Regions from separate parts of the Rattus norvegicus genome. Here region 2 is linked to region 1. A link is a contact called in public Hi-C data. All regions are on one chromosome and are shown on one strand. Each heading gives the region's core, a stretch centred on a gene start, on an enhancer-like site or on the middle of the called end of the contact. The rest is flanking DNA. Distances are from core to core; before and after follow the strand shown.

Region 1 (4,405 bases), core at 1,903-4,402:
TGGCGGAGGTAGTCGATGGAGAGCACCCGGCCTCCCGCGCTGCTGTGCGTGTTCTCCAGGCACACAAGCTCGCAGACTGGATGGTAGGAGCTCCCAAAGCCTCGGGCGAGCGCCCTCTCTAGCTCATTCAGGTCCAAGGTGCCGTGAGGGAGGTCTGGGAGGGGGTGGGAATGCACCCCAGCGATCTGCAGGTGGGAGAGAACACTGGATCAGGTGAGTCCGGTGGCACTTCCAGGTAGGAAGGTTCCTCTGCAGTACGATCAACCTCTGGAACCCAGGGTCTTTCTTCTGAGCATGTAGACACAGCATCCCAACTGGGAAGTGCTGGTTCCTGCTTTGTTCAGACCCTGCTGCCCCTTCGCTTCTTTCTGGAGTGCTACTACCCCGTCTGTCCACTAGGGGGCAGTAAGGCACTGCGGCAGATGAGCAAATCTGGGCACTGGCTGTCTCTTCCATCTCCCTTTATCCCTTCTGCCGGTTCCAGTCTGGTGCCTGGGAAACGGGGGGGGCCTACCTTGATATCTTAGCTGGCTGGAGAATGTCCAAAACCCCAGGGGAGTGTTGTCTGGTCCTTACCTGAGCCACCCCGCCCTGCTCATAGACGTGGAGGTGGCACTCCTGCCCAAGGAGGACCTGGGAACCCCGGCGCCGGCAGTGACCCATCACTGAGACAGATGGGAGGAGGGCAGGACTTGGAACTGGGTCCAGAGTCTCTCTCTGCCCTGCCCGTTCTCAGCTTGGCCAGGCTGAGCTAGGGCCCCCAGTGAGCTGAGACTGCCTCTGTCAATCAGGAGGCAGCGCCCCTTGAAACACCTCACTGCCACATGTTGAAAAGACTGGTGTGATACACAATTCTAGGCTGGTTTTACTGTGAAGGCTGGGCACTAACAACCTGCATCGGACCCCGGGGCCAGCAAGGAAGAGGGCCAGGATGCCAGGATGCTGTCTCCAAGAATGGGCAGCCCGGGGTACCAAGAGCAGCCTCTCGTATCAGAGAACTGAAGACACAAGCACACTGGGAAACAACCCAGGCCAGGGCTGCAGTGTAAGCAAGCATCCAGGAGGAAGAGCTAGGGAGTGGCAGAGACTCACAGACCTCACTCCTCCCACTGCAGGGTGCTCCACCAGCTGGACCCAAAAGAAATCCAGGTCTGCCCATGGTGCCACAGACCCCAGCTCAGAAGGGCAGGTAGACACTCACCAGAGATGAGGTTGGCCATGGTGTTGGTGGGCACAAACAGAGTCCTCTCCACCCCAAGCACTTTTGCAGCCTTTTCCTGCAGTTCTGAGAAGGGAGGGGGTGGGTAGGGCAAGAATCAGCAATTTCTTGGGCCACTGTACCCTGGTACAGTTCCTTGTGCAAACTTGTTACAGGGTATGAGGATAGGATAGACTTGTGGTTCCAGTACTCTGCTGAAGCAGGGGGATAACTGAGTTGGAGGGCGGCCTGAGCTACACAGCAAGACTCTTGTCTTAAGCACTTCTCTCCTAAAAAGTACATTTGTTCAGAGGAGAACTGATGGTCCCATGGGCGGGGCTCGGAGTCCATCTGCCATCCCTTAGTCAGTGATCTTGGTAACCACCTGTCATGTCCAGAGGCCCCTCTGTCGATCCTCCTGGGCTGCAGTCCCCACCCCAGGCCACTGAAACTCTCTTGTGGTTTGAACCCCCTTTCCCATCCAGACCTCACACCTGTTTTTCTTCCTTTCCCATCAGCCCCGGCAGGTGAGGCCTTGTGGTTTCCCTGCAGACTTCCTCTGCACATCACCACAGAAGAAGAGCCTCTGGGGAACTGGCAGGGCACAAAGAGTGCAGCTGGTGGGTGAGCAAATGGCCTGTGTAACGCCCATGGTGGCTTTCCTGTCTGTGGCGTGACGCTCAGTGCTGAAGTGATCTAGATTCCGTCCCCAGAGGACACACACCGGTGTCTCCCTGAGTCCTGGGTGCTGCTCACCCTTTAAGAGTTCTGCTCTCTCCTCCTTCCAGGCCCTGGTTCACCCTCCTCAGATTCCTGTCAAGGCCAGTGCCTCCCTGCCTTGATGTGGTGACCTGTTTACACCAGGTGCCTGCTGAGCGGTGTAGCTCAGCAGCTTTGAAGTTCCTGGTAACAGCCTTGTCGAAAGATTCTAGATCAGCCCCAGTGATCCCTGGGCCCACAAACAGGCCTCCAGGGGTCAGGTGGTGATCGGTGGTTTATCTCTGGACCGGCTGAAGATGTACATACCCAGCAGCACTAGAGGGCCACTTTAGCAGTGGTTATTGACCCCGAGTGGGCTTTGGTTTGCTGTCTCCTTAAAGCACTCCCTAGATTATGAAATTCTGTCCCCCTGGGAAGGAGCAGCAAGCACTTTCTTTGCTAGATTGGTTTTGTCTTTGTGAAGAAAGAGAGTAGTTCTGCCTCATTGCAGTCAGACCTGCCTCAAATCCGGTTCTTCCTTGCTCCTGATGTGGGTCCTTGAGCTCCTCTCTGGCCATCGGGGGTGGGGAGTGGAGGTGTTGGGGGGAGTGGCTTGCTTTGCAAGCCTGGACAACATCCATCTGGGCAACTGAGTGACAGTGGATAGAAACTACCCGGTGGTCTGGTTAAAATGCAGATTCTGGCTCCCCGAGTTCAGTGTGGAGCTCAAGAGGCTGCATTACCAAGGATCTCCCCGAGAACGAACGAGAACGCACAAGAACACAGAGTGCACCACTTAGCCTACGGGTGCTTCCTCAAAGGCCAGGCAAGGCACCCCTCTGCGTCTGTGCTGCCCTGTCAGCACCGTGGACAGCGTTCAGAGGTCACAGCAACGACCCCTGCTCCGGGCCTGTTCGCCCGGCTCACCGTGGACCGTAGGGTCTTCGCCGTAATCATCGTCTCCTACAACCGCTTCGGCCATAGCGCGCCTCATGGCCGGCCCTGGCCGAGTCACCGTGTCGCTGCGCAGGTCCACCACGTGGGCTGGGACCCCCGCCCAATTCCTAGACCACTGAGCCCAGGGCACCCTGAGCCCCGGGACCGCGGCCCGGGCCAGGCTGCGTAGCATGGCTATGGCACTCGCTTTCCGCGCCCGCAGGCTCCGTGGACGTCTCTTCCGTGCCAGCGGGGAACCGTGCAGCTGGACTCTTCTGACCCGGAGCAGACCTGTACTGGGAAGGCCCGGAGCACTATGGGAATTGTAGTCCTTTCTGGAATTTTATGCAGCTGGCGAGCCCCGCAGCATGCTGGGAGTTGTAGTTTGTGTTCCCTTACTCCACAGACTAGGAGAATTTGGGAATGACAGTTCCTTGCTTTGTTAAATGGGTAACGTAGTTGACGTTCGGGTGATTTTAGCATGTTCCTGGTACTGTTCACGACGCTGCAGATTTAACTTAATTAAGCGTCCTAGCCACTCTGGGAAACAACCTGGGTGTTTGGGAATGGAACACAAGTTCTCTTCGTAATTAGTACCACCTTAACTTCTGAGCCGTCTCTCCCATCCCTCACGGTCCTCATTTTACACCGGATGAAACAGGCTGCAGACGCTGATGTGAAGTCCAGGAATCAGATATGGTACTGTGTTGCCCGTAAACAGTAGCTTTCAACCACTGGGGTCTTTTTAATTTTTCTCTTTTGAAACATGTATCCCAGGCTAGTTCTGAACTCACTGGGTAGCCTAGTTAGCCTTGAACGTCTGACCCTCCTGCTTCGGATTTCAGATGTGTTCTACCATGCCCAGTTTACTCTGTGCTGGGAACTGAATTTAAGGCTTTGTGCGTGCTAAGCAAGCATGCTACCAAATGGGACACATCTCCAGTCCTCTTTTTTAAAAAATGAATTTAAAGCCGGGCGGTGGTGGCTTGCACCTTTAATTCCAGCACTAGGGAGGCAGAGGTAGGTGGATCTCTGAATTTGTGGTCAGCCTGGTCCACAGAGTTCCAGGACAATCAAGGTTACACAGAGAGACCCTGTGTCAGGAGGGGAAAAAAAAGAATTTAAAACTTTTAAAAGTATGTGTGTGGGTGGGGAGTAGATGCACATGAGTGTAGTTACCTAATGAGGCCAGAAGAGGGCGCTGGACACTCTGGAGCTAGAGTTAGAGGTTCTCCGCGAGAGTGGAATGCGCTTCTCAGTGTGGCGCCATCTCGCTAGTACCCGTTTTGGGATTGTTTTTTTTTAAAAATCCCACACCGTAGCCCATACTAGCCTGGAACTCATTCTGCCCCTCTGCCGCAGCAGTCCTTTTGCAGCTTCCCGAGTGCTGGGAATATAGGAATGAGCCACCACGCCCAGCCTTCCCATATAGGTTTACAGAGCGCTGTATTAGGCAGGAGGGGACACGAGGATGTCTTCAACTGGGGCTGGAGGTATGACCTCCTAGGGCATTTGGAAAATGGAGTCGCAGAGGTTTCTAGAAATCTCCCTCCTTCCTACACCATTTGAGAG
Region 2 (4,721 bases), core at 1,306-3,805, 210 kb after region 1:
TAGGTGACTGATCTCAAACACCAGCCTCATGGTGCGATTCAAGGGAATCCGCTCATTGCTGGCCAGGGTGAGGACCTAGGGAGGACGAAGCAAGCCCATTGGTCAGTGGCAGTCCCCAGAGGAGAAGCCACTGAAGGTGGCACATGTGTAGCCACCATGACTCTCTCGGCTCTCTTTGCCTCCAGCCTCCCTTCACTACGCACCTGCCTGCGTGCATGCCCAGCTAACACAGGCATCCTTCTAAAACCACAACCCTCTCCTCTATAGATCCTTCTGTGTCTCCTATCCAGCGGAGAAGCCCTGCTTTTGAGACAGAGCCTGGCTATGCAGCCCAAGCAGGCCTTGAACTCATGATCCTCCTGCCTGCCCTCCCCAGTACTGGGAAGAATCATTTTCTTAAGCTGCTTCTAGACTGCTCTGGAGGCTGTTTCTGCCCCGCCAAGTATTGTTTCTATGCTGCGCACGAATCAGGTGGAGAACGAGCCTCCAGCTTTACTCCGACCCGCGCAGAGGCAGAACCACAGGCAGGTTCAGGAGCGCATGGTTCTGTGTCCTCCATAGGGAGCGACTGTTGTGGCAGGTGCTGTCTACAGTCCATGACTTTCTCTGTGGGGCTTTTGACAGATTCCTGGCCACCTTGCCCCACCCCCACCATCCCCAGCACTGAGTGTACACTGCCCATGGCCTGTAGGCTCTCTCATACTGTGGTGGTGATGGGGGCTCGGCTGTGAATCCAGGAGTAGTGTACCTTGTTGTCATCCATGACTGTGTTGAGAGACTCAATCCACATGGGGTCTATGTCTCCATCCAGGACAATCCACTTGGGCCCGTCGTGCGTGATGTTGGCCAGGTCCCGCATGATGGTTGAGAACAGGCCTGGAGGGAGGCAGGCTGGTGACACCTGTGGCCCCAACTGGGAGGGGGGCTAAATAACATGCTGGACACTCTGTGGCCTTCATTCCATCATGCCAGCGTGGACCTGGCCTGCTCAGTTTCTCAGAGGTGGCAGGTCCCATCCTTAGAGGAACAACTGTGGCCTTCTAGTTCCTCCTCATGCTAAGCCCTGCTCTTGCCTTCTGATCTCTCAGCCCCACCCCCTTTCCACCTTTGATTCCCCTCCCAGCCCCGCCCCTTCCCATCATTGACCTCCTTCTTCTGACCCCCTCAGCCCCGCCCCTTTTCCACCATTGCCCTCCAGTTCACTTTCTGAGGCTCTGGCCTGCCTCAGCTCTTTAAGGATCAGCAGCCTCCTGTGGTGGGTCACTGCGCAATGCTTGACGCACATGCTCACTCAGTCACTTGCTCACATGCACGTGCGCACGAGCTCTCCATGTACCCAGCACGGAAAGGGGTAGGGGATAGTTTGGGGACAAAGCCGGGGACGATCAAAGCCCCATCACCCTCTGGAGCTTTGTCTTACCATGAGGGAGAGACAAGATGCCCGTGTAGAAATACATGCGCAGGAGGTGGGTGGGAAAACCACAAAGAGTAAGGAAGAGGGGTCAGGGTGCCACCTCTCACAGGGAGGGGGGCCTGCGCTTCCCTTCCAACCAGGAAGTGCTCATGGGGGCAACATCTCAGCCCCCCCCCCCCCGTTTCCCTGGCCGATTTCTCAGTTCTCTTGGTTTTCTCATGAGGCAAACCCAATGGAGCCTCAACCCTAGAAGCTGTGGACAGAGGGGCTCTCTCATCACTCCCTGGGATGCTCTGCAGGAGGCTGCCACTGCAGCAGGGCTCCATCTCTGGGAAGCCCTCTTGGGGTGAGGGGGCCTCTACTTGGGTGTCTGGGTCAGTCTCAGCCCTCTTCCTTCCTGCCGGTGGCACAGGTGCTCTGTGCCCCGAACGCCCCAGCACAGGCTCCATCAGCCCTTCTGCAGTGGCCAGGATGTGGCCAGAACCTGCATAGGTTATGACATGTCTCAGGGAGCCTGCTCAGGGACATGTCAGGGTCTCAGCCTCAGTGCAGGTGGCACTATTCGACCTACCATCTTTCCACTCCCTGGTCGCCGGGTTGATGATACCAAACAGCTCATCACAGGTGACAGCCTTTGGGTCCAGGTCCACTGCCACAGGCTTCCTCTTCATGTTCTGGTAGGTCTTGTTGAGGGATTTGAGGACCTGAGGATGGGGAGCATCCACTGATCCAACGGTCATAGCACCTGTAGGGGGCGCCTGATGCACACCTGCACGAGGCAGCCCTCTGTGCAGCCCCAGATGCTTTTCACTCAGAGAAACTGGCTGTAAGGACACCTGAGTGATATTTTGTGTGTGCACATGCTTCTTTTCTTTTTAAAGCACCACGCACAGTTTTTTGCCTTTTAAACAATAACTTGCTGTCATTTGTGACTTGACATTTTCTTAGTTAGACATCACCATGTAGCCAGCTGACCTAGAACTTTCTATGTAGGTCAGGTTGGCCTTGAACTCACAGAGATCCACTTGCTTCTGCCTCCTGAGCACTGGAATTAAAGGTGTGCACCACTGTACCCAGCATCTCTAACCCCTAGCCCCTGTGTTTTCAGAAATGGGTTTTGTAGAGGGTAAAGATCCCGTCCTGAGGGCATTCAGCCAGACGCACTTGACTGGCTTACTTATTACTAGCACTGGTGGTGTTGGCTGTCACCCTCCAGAGTTCACCATGGCCCCAGGCAATGCTGAGGGGGTAGGGGTGGGGACAGGAGTGTGTGAGCGTCAGGCGTCAGGGAGGCAGGTGATGGGGGAACCCATGAGTGCTGGCTACATGCCTGGGATTTGCCGCTGCCTGCGTTCCCAATGACGAATACTGAGTGTCGAACTTGAAGCAGCTCCTCCAGCTGCACGACTTTCAGCACAAAGCTATCTTCTGCCTGCAGCTTGAGCTCCACGATGCTCTGCTTGATGATCTGGGAGATACGGCAGGCGGGGGCGTGGTTAAGGGGTGGGGGCGTGGTTAAGAGGGCACCGGAAGGGGGCTGGAGAGATGGCTCAGCAGTTAAGAGCACTGACTGTTCTTCTAGAGGTCCCGAGTTCAATTCCCAGAAACCACATGGTAGCTCACAACCATCTGTAATGGGATCCGAGGCCCTCTTCTGGTGAGTCTGAGGACAGTGACAGTGTACTCATGTACCAAAAAAAAAAAAAAAAAAAAAAAAAAAAGAGGGTACAGAAGACGACATTTCCTGTGGCTGAGCTTCAAGCTGTGCTGATCTCACCCAGAACTCACACTGCCCCGGGAGCCCAGACTCTAGATCCTCTGAAATCTGGGGCTGGCTGGGGAGCAGGACGCAGTTTATGGCCCCCGAATTCTTGCAGCAAGGAGCAAGTTTCTCAGGATGGATATGGAGGTATACAGGGAGTGGGGAGTTACCTTCTCAAAATTCAGGTCTCGCTTTCGGGGCACGTCCAGAGCTGGGAAGAGGTCACCGATCAGTCCCATGAACACAGGCAGGTCATCAGTCACGATCTTGGGGATGTTGAAGTCTCGCAGTGCCCTCATGAGCACCTGGTCCTCTGCCCGGGTAGGGTCTCCCCTCTTCAAGGAGCCAGCTACCACCAGCACAGACTTGATGGCCCGAAGGCCCCAGTCATAATGATCCTATGGAGAGTGGGAATGCGAATGTGAACTTGTCCTCCAACAGTGGTCATCTGGCACCGCCAGGCTCAGTTTATCTCGGGGCTAGGGAGGGCAGAGGCATAAGCGTGGATCGCTGAGGCTGGGCCAAGAACCCCTGGAACTGGCAGAACACACCTGCTTTGAGAGCAGCTCTTTGCACAGGGTGTAGAGGGTGATGAACTTCCGGGCCAGGAGGCGAGCTTCCAGGAAGCCCTCAGCCACCAGCATAATCTCACAGATCAGCTCAAAGTCGGGGACCACCATAGCGCAGGGCCTGAGAGGTGAGCGGGCAGCTGTCTCTCTGGCTTTCACCTCCCTGGCTCCTCAGTGGCCACCTGCCCCTCTTCCCCTGGGACATGTGTCCCCACTGGTCAACCTTAAGATTACATGTAGCTGGGTTCCAGCCCCCCTACCCCATTGTTCTGCACACACAACCCAGTAAGCTCCAGGCCTCATGCCTGCCCTGATTCCCCTGAGACTCCTCATGTAGAACAGTGTCTCTGCTGTGGACTGCCCCCACTTGGGGAGCCCCAGGGCTTTTTGAAGGACCTGCCTACTGTCCTGTTACCCTTCACCCCCTAATCCATCTTGGGAGCTAGCCTTGGGCTCCTCCACTAACTCTTCAGTCTGGGACACTGTTGGGCACCTCCTCTGTCACCTGAATAGAGCCTTCAAGTTCTCCGGCAGTTCCGTGCGTCCCGCGTAGCCAGGGTTCATGGTGATGAAGATGCCCACAGTGGGGATGAGACTTATCATTTCTCCCAGGAAGTTAAACTTCTTTTTCTTGGCCCGAATTGCATCTTGGACACACTTTACCTAGACAGCGAGTGCGCACACACACAGACACATTAAACTGGAACCATTTGCACGTGCAAATGTGCAGACACGTGTGCGGGTATGAACACGCGTGAAATCCAGACAGCGGTGGTATCTTTTTCCATTGCTCAATACTAGCTTTTTTTTTGAGGCAGGGTCTCTCAGTGGATGCGGAGCTCACCAACTGACTGGACTATGGTCAGAGAGCCCCAGGGGTCTTTCTGTCTCCCCCTCCCATGGCACTGGAATCACACATCTGGCATCTGGCTTTGTTTGTGTTTCAAAACATGTCCTCACTGTGTAGCCCTGGCCG

What was found. Hi-C and Micro-C count contacts between places; a contact is called where the count stands out from the background.
Region 2: a contact with region 1 is called in a Hi-C map of kidney, with 4 times the contacts expected there. The contact joins the enhancer-like site here to the promoter of Tha1 in region 1. A contact is called at or near these places in 4 of 12 Hi-C or Micro-C datasets (the A7r5 cell line, the Rat2 cell line, kidney and 1 more).

What each region holds. Positions count from the first base shown.
Region 1 is chr10:103,595,699-103,600,103 of GRCr8, forward strand. It overlaps Tha1 (threonine aldolase 1), which reads right to left and starts at 3,153. Exons shown (of 7, transcript XM_006247854.4): 1 at 2,825-3,153; 2 at 1,202-1,285; 3 at 577-665; 4 at 1-185. The coding sequence starts at 3,026.
Region 2 is chr10:103,806,831-103,811,551 of GRCr8, forward strand. It overlaps Dnah17 (dynein, axonemal, heavy chain 17), which reads right to left. Exons shown (of 80, transcript XM_039087512.2): 37 at 4,251-4,408; 38 at 3,728-3,866; 39 at 3,347-3,574; 40 at 2,745-2,882; 41 at 1,986-2,118; 42 at 749-876; 43 at 1-75. Among named protein-coding and RNA genes, the nearest start is that of Dnah17, 53 kb to the right of the region's middle. Within about 2 kb of position 2,556, at least 2 of the 93 cell types and tissues checked have an H3K27ac peak or open chromatin away from gene starts, as enhancers often do. A contact at or near this core is called in kidney, where this site is marked.